3 separate regions of the Mus musculus genome follow, and regions 1 and 3 are each linked to region 2. A link is a contact called in public HiChIP or PLAC-seq and promoter capture Hi-C data. All regions are on one chromosome and are shown on one strand. Each heading gives the region's core, a stretch centred on a gene start, on an enhancer-like site or on the middle of the called end of the contact. The rest is flanking DNA. Distances are from core to core; before and after follow the strand shown. Region 1 holds the start of Lrrc3 (leucine rich repeat containing 3). Region 2 holds the start of Icosl (icos ligand). Region 3 overlaps Trappc10 (trafficking protein particle complex 10).

Region 1 (2,783 bases), core at 226-2,725, 170 kb before region 2:
AAACTGCTCCTGCGCTGAGGTGTGGCAGGCAATTTCATCCACGGAGTCCGGGTCCAGCTTTAGTTCCCACAGGGCCTCCTGCAGGGCACACTCACAGTGCAGTGGATTGTGGGACAGGCGGATCTTGGCACTCAACTTGCCCAGGGCGTCCTTTGGAATTCTTCGGATGCGATTGTGGGATAAGTCCAGCAGCCGCAGGCCCCCAGCCAGACCTGAGAAGGCTGCTGGCCCAATGGCCTCAATGGCATTATGGGACAGGTCCAGCTCCCTCAGCTGAGGCAGGTGTTGGAAGGCTCCATTGGGGACTCGGGAGATTCTGTTGGCGTCTAGTTTCAGAAGCACCGTGTCGGCTGGGATGTCCCTAGGGATCTCCTGCAGCCCTCTTGAGCTGCAATGGACAGCCACGGCCCCAGCATGGTCAGGGCACTGGCAGGCCTGTGGGCAGGAGGCACCTAACCGTAAGCAGAAGAGGATGAAGAAGCAAGACCCCTGGGAGGGGGCCAGTGTGGCTGAGGGGCTCTGCCTGCCCCTGGGGCCCATGTTGCCTCCACCTGACCCAGGTAGCTCTTCTCCACTGGGATGTGCAAGCGACTGTCCTTCCTCACGTTGCAGGCAGTCATCCAACACAAACTCTTGTGTCTTCGCCTGCTGAAGAGCCTAGTGATCTCAGTTCTACAAGAAAAAAAGAGGAAAGGGAGCTGAGGGTGACCGCCACTGCACATTTCAATTCAATTTGGGAGGACGGGATCAGGGAGGAAAGGAATCGTAGGCATATCAGGTTTGAGGCAGGGCTCCGGGCTATCAAACATACCTGCTTTGTAACTTACTCTAGAAGATTCCCAAGGCCACCCAGAGAAGGCACCTCCCAGCTAAGTAAGACATCTAGGGCTGACCGATGGCTGGAGACTGGCCCTAGCTAGGCAGTTACAGAACCCTGTCCTAGCCTCTGGTCACCCACCCATAGCTGGGGACACAAGTCTGGGCGGAGGCCCAAGGATCCATCTCTTCCCCATCCCCCAGCTCTAGGCGCGTGCTGGCGGAGGTCTTCCCTCTCGATCTGTGCGAGCCAGGTCGGGCGGGGCAAGTGGCCGCGTTCACCAGTTTGTCCCCAAGCACTCGGCTACCTGTGACACCTTAAAGATCGCGGTCATCAATAAAGCTCGCCGCGCACCCTGAAGCAGAAGCTTCATGCCTGAGGCGCTGGAGACACCGGAGAGAAAAAGCAGCCCCCTGCGTGCGGCCCGGCTGGGCAGGGAGCGGCAGCAGAGAGCAGGGCGGCAAAGCAGGGACAGTGGAGCTCCGCGGGTGGGAGGCCACGCGGGCGGATGGGGGCTTTACCTGAGCGGCCGCCGCTGCTCAGCGCCTTCCGAGCTTCCCGGAGCCTGACCAGAGTCCTCCCGGCGCCGCGGCGACCCGCCCCGTGCCCACCGAGCGGCCAGTAAAGAAGGGAGGCGGGCAAGCCATGGCGGGAGGGGCGGGGGCCTTTGCTATAGGGGAGGGGCCGGCAAGAGGAGGGGCAGGGTGGGGCTGAGGCCAGAGGGGCGGGGTTTGTGTGTTGGGCGGGGCCTTGAGAGGGTTTTGGGAGGGGAGGAATAGGTGGAGAGGGGCCTTGCGATAAGGACGGCGCCGGTGAAAAGGGGTCCTAGTAAGGGACCTTGGTGTTCTGTGCTTTGGGGGACGGGGCTTAGCATGTTGTGGGTGGGAGGGGCCAGGTAAGGGCGTGGTCTGTGTGCTGAGGGGCGGGGTCTCTAAAGGGCTGTCCCGTGCGAGAGGCGGGGAAGAGGGGCTGGGGAGGGGAGGGTCCTATTTGAGGAGGGCCAAGGCCTTAAGGGGAAGGGTCAGATAGGTGAGGGGCTGGGTAGGGGCTGGGGCCTGCGTAAGAAAGAGCTAAACAGAGTTCATAAAATCCTACGGGGCGAACACCGAGGGGGGAGCCCAAGGAGGGGTGCACAGGGTTATGGGCGAGGTTTATGTGAGGGGCGGGGCCTGATATGTAAACTGCACTGACTGGGGCGGGATGTGGGCGGGGCCTGTAGGGGCGTGGGCGGGTTTAGGTACCGGCTTTCTAGGGCATTGGTAAGGGAAGGGTCCGTGGGCGTGCCACGTGGCCAAGCCCCGCCCTGAGCAGCCCCACCGCATGACTGACGCCCCTCACCCCAAGTCTCAGGTCTAAGGTCACCATAGAAAGGCAAATGGGAGCGTCGACGCAGGACCTGATCCTCAGCCGGGAACCTATCACCACCGGCCTCAGGAGGACCCCAGTCTTCCTTTGTCACCTGTCTTCCTCCGTGGAGTCTGCGTTTCCCACGACTTCCATAAATGGCCTCCTATCATTTTATCTTTCCGCCTCCTTATTTCGTGGTTCACCACGCTGAGTGGCTCCCTAGGTCCACTGTGCCAGTTTCTATACTGTAACCTGTTCGGCTCCGGCTGGGTTTTAATCTGGGACTCTAACGGAAGGGCCATGGGAGCGTTGTGCAGCAGCCTTGGGTGCATACCCTGAATGGCAGTGTCTGGAGCAGGGTAGGCTCCTTATTACACCCCACTGACAACACAGGCACATAGCCAACAGCTCCTGGTGGGCCCGTGGCTCTAACACTCTGGGTGTGGAACGGTGGCTTGAGCTGTAATACGGGTCTGTGTCACTCCAGAGGCTTATGGTGTGTTCTTCTTTGTTTCCTGTCTGCTCCGTTTCTCTGCTTTTCGATGAGTCGTTTGTTTTCTTTAATTTTGAGTTGTGAGAGTTCTCTGGAAACACCCTCCTTATCAGATGCATAATTTGT
Region 2 (2,817 bases), core at 88-2,587:
TCTCTCTCTCTCCTCTCTCTCTCTCTCTCTCCCCCTCCCTCCCTCCCTCCCTTTCTTTTTTTTTCAAGACAGGGTTTCTCTGTGTAGCCCTGGCTGTCCTGGAACTCACTCTGTAGACCAGGCTGGCCTCGAACTCAGAAATCCACCTGCCTCTGCCTCCCAAGTGTTGGGATTAAAGGCATGCGCCACCACTGCTCGGCTTCTTTTTCTTTTCTTTTCTTTTCTTTTCTTTTCTTTTCTTTTCTTTTCTTTTCTTTTCTTTTCTTTTCCTTTTTTCTTTTTTCTTTTCTTCTTCTCTTCTCTTCTCTTCTCTTCTCTTCTCTTCTCTTCTCTTCTTTCCTCCTCCTCCTCCCCGCCTCCTCCTCCACCTTCTCTTCCTTTTCTTTTTCGAGACAGGGTTTCTCTGTGTAGCCCTGACTGTCCTAGAACTCACTCTGTAGACCAGGCTAGCCTCAGACTCAAGAGATCCACCTGCCTGCCTCTCCCTGGCCTCCCGCATTCTCAATTCACTGGCAGGTGGGGCGGGGAGGGGGCGTGGGGGTTGAGGGAGAGCAGGGAATGGGGTGAGAAGAGAGTCCTGAGCTTAGACACAGGCTCAACGCTTATGAACCGTTAAGGCTCTCCCAGAGTGAGTGCCAGAGAGCACGAGGCTGGGAACAGGATTGCCAAGTCTGGCTGGCTTTGGAGGAGAAAATGGACACTTCATTCTGTGTTCCACAACTTTATCCCTCACCAAGCCTTCGAAGTTGGGTGATGGGAGATCTGGACAAGAGTGGAGCCCGTCTTCTCCTCCCTTTCTCCCTCCTGCTGGCCCCTCTCTCCTCCCACTCGCCTGGCTTTCACTTTTTAATTCCTAGTCGTTAGGTTTTCTGATCATCTACGGTCTTTGGTCAGCCCCAGGTCCGGGCTTTGAACCTTGGTTCATCTTCTACAAGACAGGGCCCAACATCGGGCTCTAAAAGAGGGACGCAGGGACCAGGCCGGGAATGTTCTGGGCAGCGTTGGGGGGGGGGGGGGTGGGGGGTGCAGCGGCTGAGTTTCCTGTCTTCCCACCCTCACCCTAAGCCTCAGTGCCCAGACTTTCGGCCGCACCGGAGCCGGCCCTCCTTTTGCCCTCGCCGGGATCCACAAACCACCCCACACCCTGGCACCTGTAACTCATGCCCAAGTCTCCGACCCTGCTCAGCAGCCGATTGGGTTACTTTCGGGAGCGGGAGAGCGGAGGCGGAGCTCCCCGCCTCCAACCCCCGCTCGGAGGTGGCCGGAGGGATGGGCCGAGGGCGGGATCCCGCCTGTGCCCAATTAGCCAGGCGCGCAGCGCTAGCGAGCGCAGTTACAGCGGGTCTCCTGCCGCCAAAGCCTCAAGAACCCCAGATTTCAGCGCCCCAAGCCTGGAAGCTCCCCAGTTCTTCGTGGCCCCCAACAGCTCCGGAACCCCAGCCGCTGCAACTCTCCGCGTCCGAAATCCAGCACCCCGCAGTCTGCGCTCGCACCATGCAGCTAAAGTGAGTCCGTTCGCTGTTGTGTCCCGTGAGTGGGGTGGGGGAGCCGGGGACCCACCCGAACTAGGACTGAGATTGCCCGACGCTAGCGCAGCGGCTCTGTACCGGCGCAGATGTGCCCAGTTCCGGACGGCTAGCGGCCACACCTGGACCTGCCGGCTTGGACGGCAGGGGGCGGCGCAGGGCTAACCCGCTGCACCCGCGGACCAGACCCCGGCGCGTGGGCGGCTGTAGGCGGAGGAAGGGCAAGAGCCGGTACTGAAGGTGAAAACTCATAGCAGCCATGGGCACTGGCTTAGCCGCCGCCGCCCTTCTCCCTGTTGATTTCCCAGAAGGGAGGATGTGTGTTACCTCAAAGGCCAGCTGATACCCAGTGCATGGGGACAGGACACCTCCTTGTACACTTGACTTCCCTCACAGATCCAGACTGGGCAGGGGAAGTGGGAGGTGTGTAGGAGGGGTGTGTGTGTGTGTGTGAGAGAGAGACAGTTTTGCGCTCCGGCGTTTTGCAAATATTTCCCTCAGGCACTTGTACCGTAGACACTCCATCTCCACTGGCTACTTGCTGAGGTCCTCAGTCCACAAGTGTCCTAACCACAGAGTCTCCAGGGATAGAAAAGGGGAGACCTTGCAGGCTACCGAGTGCCTGCTGGCCAGTGGCTGGCTTGAGTTTGTGGTTTGCCCACTAATCATTCCTGGGGACACCCCCCCCCCCCCGTGTGTGCGTGTGTGTGTGTGTCCATCCATCCCTCCCTGTGGCTTCCCAAGGGTTTCTTTTGAGACAATCTTCTGAGAATTTCAGGGCTGCTGTTGAAAGAGAGGGAGAATTTTTGGTTGGTTGGTTGGTTGGTTGGTTGGTTGGTTGGTTGGTTGGTGTTTTTTTGAGACAGGGTTTCTCTGTGTAGCCCTGGCTGTCCTGGAACTTACTCTGTAGACCAGGCTGGCCTCAAACTCAGAAATCTGCCTGCCTCTGCCTCCCAAGTGCTGGGATTAAAGGCGTGCGCCACCACTGCCTGGCTGAGAGTGAGGTTTTATAAAAGGTGTGTGGGCAACTGTGAAGTGTCTGTGACCTGCTGCAGGGTCTTAGCCCCTATAGAGAGTCTCCATAGAACAGACGGCCTTGGGAGACTAGGCAAACTCTGGCTAAAGTATCCAAGACTGCTTTAGAGTAGGGTGAAGTGCCCTTCTTCCCACCACCCTTCTCCCCCCCCCCCCCTCACTCCCACCACCAACCAGACCTCTAAAAGGAGGCAGCTAGGCTGAGATACATAGGACACCGTCTTTTGTGTATCACCAAGGGCCTGGAACATGGCAT
Region 3 (2,846 bases), core at 256-2,755, 140 kb after region 2:
TGGTCAGCTATGACTGGGCAGATACAAGCTACCTTTAGGGTTAGGAAACACTCTAAGTATTCAGTGATCCCATACAATCTGGAGACCCTTAAGAAGAGGAAGGCCAACTGTCATTTAGCTAGTATGTGGTAAAGGTGAATTGCGTCTCCAGGTCTTAGCCAGTAGACCAGTGCCTGGCACTGGGAATCTGTGCCTCTGGATTCTGTAGTGCTCAAGTGCATTAAACTCACAGCACTGGAAGACTGCAGGAGTGGAGCATGATCCCTTGAACTTGCTCACAGTTCCAGCCTCCCCTCCCCCGACCTCACCATAAGCTAGGTGAGAGATGGTTGCTCCAGAAAACTGGGGGTCAAGTAGGCATCTTAAAAACCCCTAACTAGCAGCAATCCACACCAGTTTTTTGTCTCATCTACTAAGATTCCCTTAAGTACATATTTCAGTATACAAGCTCCCACCCCCCTTTATAAATGATAGCTCTTTGCAGCGCTTTGAAACTGAATCCCACTGTGCCAGGCCACGCTTGCTCTCCTTCAGCAGATCAGTTTTGCCACATTCAATCTCCAGTGCTAGAGCGGGTTTCCGCGCTCTCTCCCAGCTCGTCCCACCCACTTGCTTCCAGTGGGTCTGTGACGCACTCTAGAGAAAGCCTACGTGATCAAACACTGCTTACCTATCCTGGAGGCAGGCTCTGAGATAAGTTATCATTGTTCATTAAATTAGAATGTTTTGTGCATGCATATCTGGATATGTATCACTAAAGATAATTAAATACAGCAGGTCAAAGATCAGTAACAACCATTAACCAAAAACCAAATAAGCCAAAACCTCCCACATGGTTCTGGAAGAAACTCAAAGATGATGACTGGCTAGTGGATTCTACCTGTTTCCATCTACCAAGCTATACAAACTTTACATTAACTCTCTATATAAACTTTCTCATTATATGTGTGAAATGCTTAAAATCAGAGTTCACCATCAATTACATGTAAAATTCTGCCAGATCTTTTCCAACAAGCTTGGCAGATCGAATCCGCCCGATACTTGTATACATCTCAATGGTGGCATGGGACAAGTCCTGTGAAAAGGTAAAAAAGCACAATTACATACTTGAATTTATTTTTAAGATGTATTTTATTTGTAATTACATGTATGTGGAGCTGAAGGCACATGCACATGAGTGCAGGGGCCCAGTGAGGCTCTGGATGCCCTGGAGCTAGAGCTGCAGGCCTCTCAATGTGGGTCCTGGGAAAGGAACCCAGGTCCTCTGCACAAGCTGCGCTGCATGTCCGCTGAGACCTCCCTCTAGCCCTGTACTTGAACTCTCAGGGCACACTTTATATTTACTGTACCCAAAGCTGCAGCGAGACACTGTGAGTGATAGTTCTCACTTGGGATCAACTTTTAAATTGTCACGTGACATACCATAATGTCCATACAAAGTGCGCAACTTGCACCAGCATTATGAAGCACACAATAAGAGACAGGCACGAGCTCACACGGCGCAGCTGCCCAGCTCCCTCACTGCTTCTGTTGGCGGACACCCTTCCTAGCACATGTCCTTCCAGCTAATGAAATGGGACACACACACCAAACAGACTTGCACATGCTTCCTAGCTCACAGTCTGGGGCCTGAGCTGGCACCTTCCTTCCATTGCTCTCTGGGACCAAGCACGACAGCTCTCCTCGAACACAAATGTGCACTTTGACAATAGAAAGTACTCACAATCTGCTCTTGCAGTTTCTATTTACTAAAGGGGAAAATTACATTGAACAAAATCTTAAATATTTCCATGCTGTATTTGCCTAATTATGATCTCAGGGGCACTAAGGAACATGTGAGCAATTACCCAGTCTTTATACACAAATAAACTCCTCAGGCTAACAACAAGGCTCTAAAGTACCAGTTCATCCCATTCAAAAGGCCATGAGGGAGAACAAAGCCAGCCAGGGGAATGGCTCTGTAGTCGCCATACTTACCAGGTAGTGCTTTTCAAAGGCCTCTACTGAGGACAGTGCTTCCTGGAGCTTCTTATAAGGACTCTGAGCTGTGTTGGCTGAAAGACAATGCAAGTGAGCGTCCTTACTCAGCGGCGGGAATGATCGGCTGTACGAGCTACCCTCACTTTCAGACCTCAGGGTGATGACCTCAGCGGACTCTTATGGGATTTTTATGCCTTAGCACACTTCCTGTAAAACTGTTCTCTGAGATTATATTTCTTAGAAGCATCCTCTACAAAACCCTCAAATAGAGAAATGACTTATGAATGGGGCACACACAGATCCACACACTTGCCCTGAGCTCCACCTGACAGTGGAAGCTCTGGGTTCGGGCATTCTCTACTGTGCTTCAGCACCAAGCATACCTGTTTCAGGTCTCTCGGCTCCTAGTCCTGCCAAAAGATCAACTGTTCTGTTGAGATCTTCTGAGTTGGGCCCTTTTTCTGATACAAGTCCACATAGGTACCCTAAGGACTTTAGCTGTTGAGGGAAACACATCACTTTAGTCCATTTGCTGTAAGTCAACAGGCAACCCACAAATGTAAATATATAATCCTGATGCCCGCTCATTGTGGACCGATTTAGCTTTATCTCAATGATTACTGTCTGAATTTTACGCTGCATTACATGGACTGCTGTGAGCTCACACCTTTTCTAGTTCATTCTGGGACAGAGCTGGCATCAGGAATCCTTTCCCCGCCATGCAGCTAACGTGCCCCACTCTTGACTACTGCTCTGTGTGCAGCCATTTCCCACCGTACCCTGTCCCTGCAGCTCACCCACAACACACACTGGCTCACCCGCATCTCCACACGCTGCACCTTCTTCCCTCACCCCTGCATCTCCAT

What was found. HiChIP or PLAC-seq counts read pairs in DNA pulled down with a chosen protein or histone mark. Capture Hi-C pulls out chosen DNA fragments and counts their contacts.
Region 1: a promoter capture Hi-C map of liver shows a contact between it and region 2. The contact joins the promoter of Lrrc3 here to the promoter of Icosl in region 2. A contact is called at or near these places in 2 of 39 promoter capture datasets (the HPC-7 cell line and HPC-7-derived erythroid cells) and 1 of 9 other capture datasets (liver).
Region 3: a contact with region 2 is called in an H3K27ac HiChIP or PLAC-seq map of extraembryonic endoderm stem cells. The contact joins the enhancer-like site here to the promoter of Icosl in region 2. A contact is called at or near these places in 4 of 39 promoter capture datasets (embryonic stem cells and macrophages), 1 of 484 Hi-C or Micro-C datasets (nephron progenitors), 2 of 115 datasets of contacts at active chromatin or transcription factors (double positive thymocytes and extraembryonic endoderm stem cells) and 3 of 9 other capture datasets (adipose tissue, liver and pancreatic islet).

Annotation. Positions count from the first base shown.
Region 1 is chr10:77,901,061-77,903,843 of GRCm38.p6, forward strand. Lrrc3 (leucine rich repeat containing 3) reads right to left here and starts at 1,476. Exons shown (of 2, transcript NM_145152.4): 1 at 1,339-1,476; 2 at 1-672. The coding sequence starts at 540.
Region 2 is chr10:78,068,031-78,070,847 of GRCm38.p6, forward strand. Icosl (icos ligand) reads left to right here and starts at 1,338. Exons shown (of 7, transcript NM_015790.3): 1 at 1,338-1,505. The coding sequence starts at 1,495. It overlaps Gm51775 (a long non-coding RNA gene), which reads right to left and starts at 2,445. Exons shown (of 3, transcript XR_003948913.1): 1 at 2,430-2,445.
Region 3 is chr10:78,208,401-78,211,246 of GRCm38.p6, forward strand. It overlaps Trappc10 (trafficking protein particle complex 10), which reads right to left. Exons shown (of 23, transcript NM_001081055.2): 9 at 2,364-2,478; 10 at 1,978-2,054; 11 at 984-1,075. Among named protein-coding and RNA genes, the nearest start is that of Pwp2, 25 kb to the left of the region's middle. Within about 2 kb of position 1,506, at least 10 of the 459 cell types and tissues checked have an H3K27ac peak or open chromatin away from gene starts, as enhancers often do. A contact at or near this core is called in extraembryonic endoderm stem cells, where this site is marked.